2 separate regions of the Zea mays genome follow, and region 2 is linked to region 1. The links are chromatin contacts, called in public Hi-C maps. All regions are on one chromosome and are shown on one strand. The core of a region is the stretch at or near the end of the contact, and the rest is flanking DNA. Distances in the headings are between cores, read along the strand shown.

Region 1 (4,626 bases), core at 123-2,622:
CAGCAAGAGAGAAATGCACTGACATAATCATGAGGAAAGGGATTGAATTTCTCCGTACCTCTCTGAATTCTCCCAAATAAGTGAAATGTACCTCTCTGAATTCTCCCAGATAAGTGAAATGGTTCCTGCAATCGCTGCGTTGGGGGTGGGGAGAGAGAATGCGTGGTGGGGAGTGCCAGCGGGTAAAACTTTTGGGATGAACATTCAGAGTTATGAGTTTTAGAAGTTCCATGATAGAACTATGAGGTCAATTTTCTAGTCGTCGGTCAACATTGGCGTCTCTAATGGATACTAAACTCTAAGCACTGATTGGCAACCAGCTCGTCCACTTGAGAATGATAGTTTGACAGGGAACTGACTATCTCTCAGTTATTGCAATCATACTCCACTTTTTCTATCTGCTTGACTTTGACCAGATAATAATCAACACTAAAAACGCTTAAAGAGAAAGAAGTGTAGAGGGGATCAAAACATCTAACGGACACCATGCAAGTCTAGATTCCAGGCAAACAAATTGAGTATGTTACATAGATTTTATAAGGGGGTGTTTGGTTTCTAGGGACTAATGTTTAGTCCCTTCATTTTATTCCTTTTTAGTGTATAAATCGCTAAATATAGAAACTAAAATAAAATTTTAGTTTCTATATTTGGTAATTTTGGAACTAAAATGGAATAAAATCTAGGGACTAAACATTAGTCCCTAGAAACCAAACACCCCCTAAGAACAAAAGTAGCGGTGTTTTTTTATTAATTCCTGCTATGTGAAAGGATGCATGTGGTAGCAATTATTAAGTCTAGTAGTCAACTACCTGCTGCTGCTGCTACGTCCAACGACGTGTTCGTTGAAATGTCCAAATCATGTTGCTTGTGACATGTGTCTGAATGGAATTCCAGCTTCTAGCCTTTTGGAAGCAGATATATCGCTTATTCGCTTCTTCCTCTTCCGCGGGCATAGCGGCTCCTTATTTGCACGATCCGTCATCTTCTTCCTTGGATCCCCATCCCCGTTCAAGTTTCAATTTCAGTAACGTCATAGATGAGCTACAACCGGGAAGTACAAAAAAAAAAATTGGTACTCTGATTGCAGTAACGGTATAAACGCGGATAGAATGCCATACCAACATTTTTTTAATTGCAAAAATCCAGTTTAAAGTAAACTCGAATCGTCTAACAAAGTTGTAATATAGTACTAACTTCACTAGAACGCATCTTGAAACCCTCGCAAAAAGAAATCACGAGAGAAGACTTCTACCTCGGCTCCGTGAAGGCAACCTGGTCAGTGGTCATGACGAATTATTGACGGGAGTGGAATGGATATCTCAGTCGCTGCCTCTAGGCCCGCTGCGCACAGGCGACTAGGGCGAAGACCCTCGTCCTCTGTTCGCAGCGAAAGTCTAGCTAGGCAACATCCGTGTCCATCCGACCATCCGTGTCATAAGACCGTCACCAACTATGCGCCAGGGTTAGTCGGAGGATCGGATACGCATTCCATACTTATTTCATATCTTCTCTTCGCATTCAGATTGAGTACCAACATTATCGAATTGTATCGGATAAAATTTAAATATGTATTGTAATCGACTTAGACGGTACAGATATATCAAATACAAATAAAGATAGTAAATATCGAACATAGACGGATAATATTTATATTATTTATGTCCCTAGTGTCAATAAAATTGTGTTTAACGGTTTACTCATATAGCTACTTAAAATATTGTTTCATATTGTTTTATTTTGAGTTTAATAGTTTACTCATATAGCTACTTAAAATAGTGTTTCATATTGTTTTGTTTTGTAGACTGCAATGTTTGTAGAATAATATTTGAATATGATGAAAAAGATGGATAAGTTAGTGGGGATAGTCTAATACCATAGCCTACTTATCCTATCAATACCATGTTTGAAATAACTTCGTGAATTCAAAAAAGTAAATTCAAGTATATATAGATCTATGATTTATTTCAGTCTACTGTAGAAATAGCTCCACTAGTGGATAGTGTTAAGATTTATTACATTATGTAGACAATTCTATCTTCATCTCCATCTAATTTTTATATAGGTTCTATGGTCAGCTCTTCATTTTATCTTTCTTTCCTCTTAGCTTCCTTCTTTTCGTGCTTTTCTCCTTTTCGAGCGACCAACGGGCCAGCCAGGACAGGTGTGGGGTTAGCCAAGTGTCACAACCCTAGGCCGAAGGAGCGCTTGCCTCCTCGACGTGAGCCGCAAATCAGATGAACTTCGATGAGATCAGAACGAGCTACGAACAGCAGGTAAGTTCCAGGTGAGTTCGAGTTGGGATTTCTGTTAATTCTAGCATAGATTCTTCTCCAAGTAAAGGTAGGGTATTTATACCTATTAGGGCTAGTTTGGCAACCTTATTTTTATGGGATTTTCAATTTTCCAAAGAAAAATGAACTAATTTTTCATAGGAAAATGAAAAACTCTTGATAAATTGGGGTTCCCAAATCAGCCCTTACAATAGCTTACCGTTAGGAATGGCAACAAGTTGCATGCCCACGGGTAAAAATCTATAGGATACGGGTTTGGGTGTAAATTTATATTTGTGGGTACGGAGACGAGTTTGATTATCAACCAACGTGTATTTTTCTCACGAGTATGAAAAGGTTGTGCCCATAGCCACGAACTCGCGTACCCGCATAGGATATATGTGTATTTATATGTTTATGTTTATATATGGATATTTATATATAGTTTATATATTAAAAGCTCTGAACTTCCAATAACTAGAGGAAGCTCAGGTCGGACGGTGTAATCCGGTTGTCGGCGTTTCGAGACCGGGGGTCCCCGAGCCGACGAGTGAGTGTGCCGCGTGCCCCAGCCCAGATGGGTCGAGCGCGTGGGCGAGCGCGAAGGGGGGAGAAGCGAGGTGGCCGGAGACGGGCGTGAGAGAGGTGGAGATCCCGCGGCCTTCGTGTTCGTCCCGCGCCCAGGTCGGGTGCGCTTGCAGTAGGGGGGTTACAAGCGTCCACGCGGGTGAGGGAAGCGAGCGACCCTAAGGGTTGATTTGGTGACAAGGGGATCCCGGGAGGATCGGAGGGGATTGAGGGGGAAATGAACTAATTTCCCCCTCAATCCCCTTAGATCCTCCCGGGATCCCGGGTCACCAAATCAACCTTAAGAGAGCGCCTGTCCCGTCCTCGTCCCGCGCGGCCAACCTTCTCTAAGAAGGCCCTGGTCCTCCCTTTTATAGGCGTAAGGAGAGGATCCAGGTGTACAATGGGGGTGTAGCAGAGTGCTACGTGTCTAGCGGAGGGAGAGCTAGCGTCTTAAGTACATGCCAATGTGGCAGCCGGAGAGATCTTGGCACCCTGCTGGCGTGATGTCGTGGCTGTCGGAGGAGCAACGGAGCCTGGCGGAGGGACAGCTGTCGGAGCGGTCGAGTCCTTGCTGACGTCCACCTGCTTCCGTAAGAGAGCTGAGAGCCGCCGTCGTCACAGAGCTTGTGGGGCGCCATCATTGCCCATCTGGCGGAGCTAGCCAGATGGGACACCGGTCTAGTTCTCCATGACCCGAGTCGGCTCGGGGTAGGATGATGATGGCGCTTCCTGTTGACGTGGCGGGCCTGTGCCCTAGGTCGGGCGACGTGGGGGCTCCTCCGAAGCCGGGGTCGAGTCTGTCTTCCGTGGCCGAGGCCGAGCCCGAGCCCCCGGGTCGGGCGAGGCGGAGATCGTTCGGCAGAGGCCCGGGCGGAGTCCGAGCCCTGGGGTCGGGCGAAGCGGAGTTCGTCGTCTTCCGGGTCTTAGCCCGAGTCCGAGCCCTGGGGTCGGGCGAAGCGGAGTTCGTCGTCTTCCGGGTCTTAGCCCGAGTCCGAGCCCTGGGGTCGGGCGGAGCGGAGTTCGCCGTCTTCCGGGTCTTAGCCCGAGTCCGAGCCCTGGGGTCGGGCGGAGCGGAGTTCGTCGTCTTCCGGGTCTTAGCCCGAGTCCGAGCCCTGGGGTCGGGCGGAGCGGAGTTCGCCGTCTTCCGGGTCTTAGCCCGAGTCCGAGCCCTGGGGTCGGGCGGAGCGGAGCTTCCTATGGCACCTTTGGCAAGGCCTGACTGCCTGTCAGACTCACTCTGTTGAGTGGCACTGCAGTCGGAGTGGCGCGGGCGGCGCTGTCCTTCTGTCAGACCGGTCAGTGGTGCGGCGAAGTGACGGCGGTCACTTCGGCTCTGCCGGGGGGCGCGCGTCAGGATAAAGGTGTCAGGCCACCTTTGCGTTAAATGCTCCTGCAACTCGGTCAGTCGGTACGGCGATTTGGTCAGGGTTGCTTCTCAGCGAAGCCAAGGCCTCGGGCGAGCCGGAGATGCGTCCGCCGTTAAAAGGGGGGCCTCGGGCGAGACGGAAGTCCCTCGAGGTCGGCTGCCCTTGGCCGAGGCTAGGCTCGGGCGAAGCGTGATCGAGTCACTCGTATGGACTGATCCCTGACTTAATCGCACCCATCAGGCCTCTGCAGCTTTATGCTGATGGGGGTTACCAGCTGAGAATTAGGCGTCTTGAGGGTACCCCTAATTATGGTCCCCGACAGTAGCCCCCGAGCCTCGAAGGGAGTGTTAGCACTCGCTTGGAGGCTTTCGTCGCACTTTTTTGCAAGGGGACCAGCCTTTCTCGGTTGCATTTTGTTC
Region 2 (4,696 bases), core at 1,308-3,807, 170 kb after region 1:
TGTGAACATATGATTGAGATGTGCACATATGTGTTGCAATGATGAGTGATTGTCGAGGACATGATCAAGCTTTGGTTTAGTGTTTATAATAACCATTGCATGAGTATGGTCTTGTGCAATACATCTCTTGGCTTGTGGTGCGTAGGTATGGAACACTAAAATAGACTATGGCTATGGAAAAGGTCAAGTGGGTTCATGCCAATGGACTAGGAGTGGTGAAGTAGGGACATGAGGCTTGGACCAGAAGATTGAACATAGGTGGTTGCCACTTAGGGACATCGACAAGAAAGTGTAAATGTCTAGGAATAGACTAGGTTGACCAAGTCAACACAACGATTAACTAAGTCAAGCGGGAGCACAAAGGACTTGATGATTGGGTGGTCAAGGACAAGTGGTGACACATATCAATATCATAGAGGAGGTGTAGCGGATACGCTTCTCTAGCTAGGTTTGATTATTTGGGACTCAAAACCAAAGGTAAACAGTTTGCTGGATTTGAGCCTCAAAACTTGGAATGGAGTTCAATGTGGCACATAGCGTCATCGGGAAGCTTGCGTCAAGGCATAGCATTCTTTGTGAAGGGCTTGTGGCCATCGTGCACATATCTCTACTTGAACCATTTTATCCTTGCGGTTAAGTTGTTGATAAAAATATCTAAGGACATGCTTGGAATGTGTGATATAATAATATGGCTCTATAAATAAGACGTGTGTTGCCAAGCCAACCATCTCTTCTAGTGTTTTCATTTCGGTCTTTAGGTGTTAGTTTTCTAAGGAGGTGTTTGAATGCACTAGAACTAATAGTTAGTTGGCTAAAAATGCTAAGGAAATTAACTAGCTATCAAATAGCTAGCTAACTATTAGATAATTTGCTAAAAGTAGCTAATAGTGATGTATTCAGCTAATTTTAGCAGCTAACTATTAGCTCTAGTGCATTCAAACATCTTCTAAGTTTAGCAAGAGTCTTGTACTGAGATATCCACACATGAGAGATTGAGCCATTTGTTTGTGTTCAAGACCAGATCTTATTTAAGTTGATATTATGACAACAAAACCAGCCTTTCCTTTCAATCGTAAGATCTCGTGCTTTGAATCGATTTGGGTTTTCTCCTCTCGGTCACCCTCTCTTTGTTGTTTTGTTGCATCTTTTTATTTTTTGAGGATTGGAGATTGTTTGGGTTGGATCAACTCGTGCTAAGCACATCTGAGGAACATCTCTACCAAACTGTTTTTGGCAGATTCCTCACAAAGCACGCGAAATTTGATCTTTTGAGTATTTGGAGAAGACCACGTTTTCGGAGATTGGTTTTGAGATCACGGTTGTTTAAGTGAGTTTTAGGGTGTTGATGCTTTAAGGATATCCTCTCAGCATCCTAGAAACTTCTTTGTAAAATTTAAACTCAACCAAAGTAGATTTGAATCGGATATGAAATTTTGAAGAAAACTCTTGCAGTCTGATTTTATACCGGATCTATCCGGTGTACAAATCATGCATGTCGGGTATTTTCAACTATTGAATTTTGTGGAGATTTTTTAAAGCTTCCTTTAGAATTTATTTTTTTCTACGATGATACACATTGTTCAAGTCATACCATACCTGTCCGGTATGCTATCAAACCTATCTGATTTGAACTGAGTTTTGGGTTTTTCATTGGTTCTTGCTTGTTTAGTGTCCAAATCTTCGTTGTGTTCTCATGCTTTGGATTCTAGCCATCTGTGAAATTCGTTTACTGCCTTCAGAGTTTTTATCGGGAGGACAAGTGCGTCATCCATGGCATGATGCCAAATATGCTGAAACTGAACCATAAGCGACATCCTAAGCCGAACATAACTGGAACGAAATTTACTAGGATTACGTTCAGAAGACTATGCGCACCCTCACCGTTTCGTATACTCCTTGCTAGTCTGATTCAAACTTGTTTCTTGTCTTACACATACGTAGAGGTGGTAATAGATCACGATCTAAATGCTTCTTCACAGAATGGTAGGGTCCTAAATAATTTGTAGTTCAAAAATGAATAGAAATAGAGCTACTTGATCTGCTTTTGTTCACAGATTATTATCACCCCTAATCCAATCCTTAAATCTTATAGTGTAAAATTTAGAGCTCGTTATCACCCCTACTCACACGTGACACCGTCCACGATCTTTGATCACAGATTATTATTATCATATCATCAGCTACTTGATCTGCTTTTGTTCATGCCGAAACTTCAAGTCAGCGTTCACACTACCTTTCCGTTTTCTTATGTCATCAAGCATTTAAGCCCCCTGTTTTAGTAAGTCAACCGCGAAAAGGAAGAAACAAGACCCGTTCAAGCAACCACTCTTTCAGATCTCGCGGAAGACAGCTAACCCTGTGTGCTATTTCGCAGAAACTACCGGATGCAACAACCACCTGGAGATAGGCAGCTCAGGGAAACCTGCAAGGCTACAATTACCTGTACTTTGGCTGGCATGCACTGGGAGACTCTACTTCTAAGGACCTCCATGGATTCACCCCCCCCCCCCCCCCCCCCCCCCTATATAACCAACAACCTCTCTCTCCATCGCTCATCAACCACAATCTCACTCATAAATCTTGCCAACCATTGCCAGATCTTTAATCTTCACCATGATCTCCCGGGGCAATTCTAGTACGAGCTCAGACAACGGCTCCTCCATGCAGTTGTAGGACTTCCTGCCAATGATGGTGAGGAAGGTAGGGGTGGAGGGGCTGATTCAGGAGCTATGCAAAGGGTTCCAGCTGCTCATGGAGCCTAGGACAGGCAAGATCACCTGCCAGAGCCTGAAGCAGAATGCGGCCAGGTTCGGGCTTGGAGAACTCCATGGTGATGAGCTCCCGGAGATGATCAGGGAAGGGGATCTTGACGGGGATGGGGCGCTGGATCAGATGGAGTTCTGCATTCTCATGGTCAGATTGAGCCCTAAGCTGATGGAAGAAGAGGCACACATGATGTTTCAATATTGATGTAACTTGATCCTTGTTGCTTAGTACAACAGAACAGTGATCTTTAATGTCAATTTGGTCCAGCTCCAATGTGATATTGAATTCAGAAACACTAATGTAGTCTGACAAACTTACTCATATTATGATACTAACAAAAGGTGTGGCGCAGTGGTGAAAAGGCTTCCCACTGGACCAAAGATCCTAGGTTTTGACGCAACCTCTCTGCAAAATAATACAGGGGTAGAGCTTGACTTAGTTATCCTTCCCTAAACCCCACTCATGTGGGAGCCACCCGCATTGGGTCTGTCCTTTTTAACAGAAGGTGAAAATTATACAACAAAGTACCATGAGCACTTGACTACTTGAGGTCTCTAGGGCATCTCAAAGCAAAGGATATATGTCTGATGTTTACTTTGTCCTGTTATCAGCGAATGAAATTATTTATCCCAAACAGTGTGCAAATGTCCAGAAGAAAATCTTGTGAATAACCATATTACAGGAGGGTTGTCTCATACTCTCATTCATACTGTACCTCAAGTGCACTGCTCTCCATCCAACCTAGTTGTGTGGCATTTCCTGTACTATTATGAAAGTTGTACTGGAGTACCACAGAGCTCACCAATCTCCTTCTCAAGAAGTTGCACAAGATTCGATCCAGTTCGCTTGTATATCCAACCATTAGTTGCTGCATCCCAGTCAAACCTAGAAGGCCCACTGCATGCATATCCAGATAGCATTTTTTTATATATAAGATATATAAGAATAAAGAGCTTTTGGTTGGAAATGAAGTATAGACGATTCAATGAAGAGCTTTTGGTTGCTGTACAAGATATCCAACAGTGGGTCTATTTGATTGGAAATGAAGTATAGATAAATTTCAGAACCACATCATAAGACGCATAGCCTACTGGATAAACCAAACGACATATCACAAATGGCCGCTCTCTTCTATCCAGAAAATGCCTTTTTTCCTTCCCAAAAAAGGAAGACATGTAATCATTAGCCATTACACAGTGATAGGTTCCTGAAACTATATGCCTATCTAACTCAGAGGTCCAATACATAAAATGAAACAAACAACAACTGAGATACTAAGATGGTAGTATTACCTTACAGGTGAAGAAAGCCAGATTTGTCTGTTTGGTGATTGCTTGTTCACAACATATGTCCCCAAATCCCCAAGCCTCAATGTCAAAACCTGGTTCTAGAATGTCAAGGAAAAGAGAAGGATGCATCAATAATTGAATACACGAAAACAAAAACACATAATAGTAAGAATCACATGATTCTCCATGGCATGTTGCAACTAACCCCATAGTCTATGTCGAAACCATCCATCTGAATGGAGTCACCATATTCCTAAAATAGAGACATGAAGAATTGTATCGGTCAAAGGTACAATGGCTTAACATCTTCGACGAGAGCTTTTGCTCAAGTGCTGAGATTTGAAGGCCATATCACCACCTCAAGTGTTTCAAGCAAATCATGAATTGTCTCATCTGCTAATTTGTGAAATTCATCCTCTTGCATTATCGACCTATTCAATGTACATAATCATATAATCAACAGCTAACCCATGCGAAAAAAAGCTATGTAGCAAATCTCACGTAACCAAACTAGAGCAATTATAAAGTAAAAACAGTTAACATACTCACGATCAGATTTTATTTTAAATTACTGTGATAAACTTATATCAGTAAGCCCAGCTTTCCACATTTCAGACTGTTGATTCGATTCAAGCAACTCT

The links. Hi-C and Micro-C count contacts between places; a contact is called where the count stands out from the background.
Region 2: a contact with region 1 is called in a Hi-C map of leaf, with 5 times the contacts expected there. The contact joins the promoter of LOC100282390 here to the promoter of LOC100272682 in region 1. A contact is called at or near these places in 7 of 25 Hi-C or Micro-C datasets (ear, endosperm, leaf and 1 more).

The regions. Positions count from the first base shown.
Region 1 is chr3:195,647,531-195,652,156 of Zm-B73-REFERENCE-NAM-5.0, forward strand. It overlaps LOC100272682, which reads right to left and starts at 1,373. Exons shown (of 7, transcript NM_001147138.1): 1 at 1,253-1,373; 2 at 810-1,041.
Region 2 is chr3:195,813,041-195,817,736 of Zm-B73-REFERENCE-NAM-5.0, forward strand. LOC100282390 reads left to right here and starts at 2,558. Exons shown (of 1, transcript NM_001155301.2): 1 at 2,558-3,055. The coding sequence starts at 2,686. The coding sequence ends at 2,970. It overlaps LOC100284365 (frataxin), which reads right to left. Exons shown (of 5, transcript NM_001157260.2): 2 at 4,414-4,486; 3 at 4,261-4,308; 4 at 4,059-4,153; 5 at 3,345-3,663. The coding sequence ends at 3,534.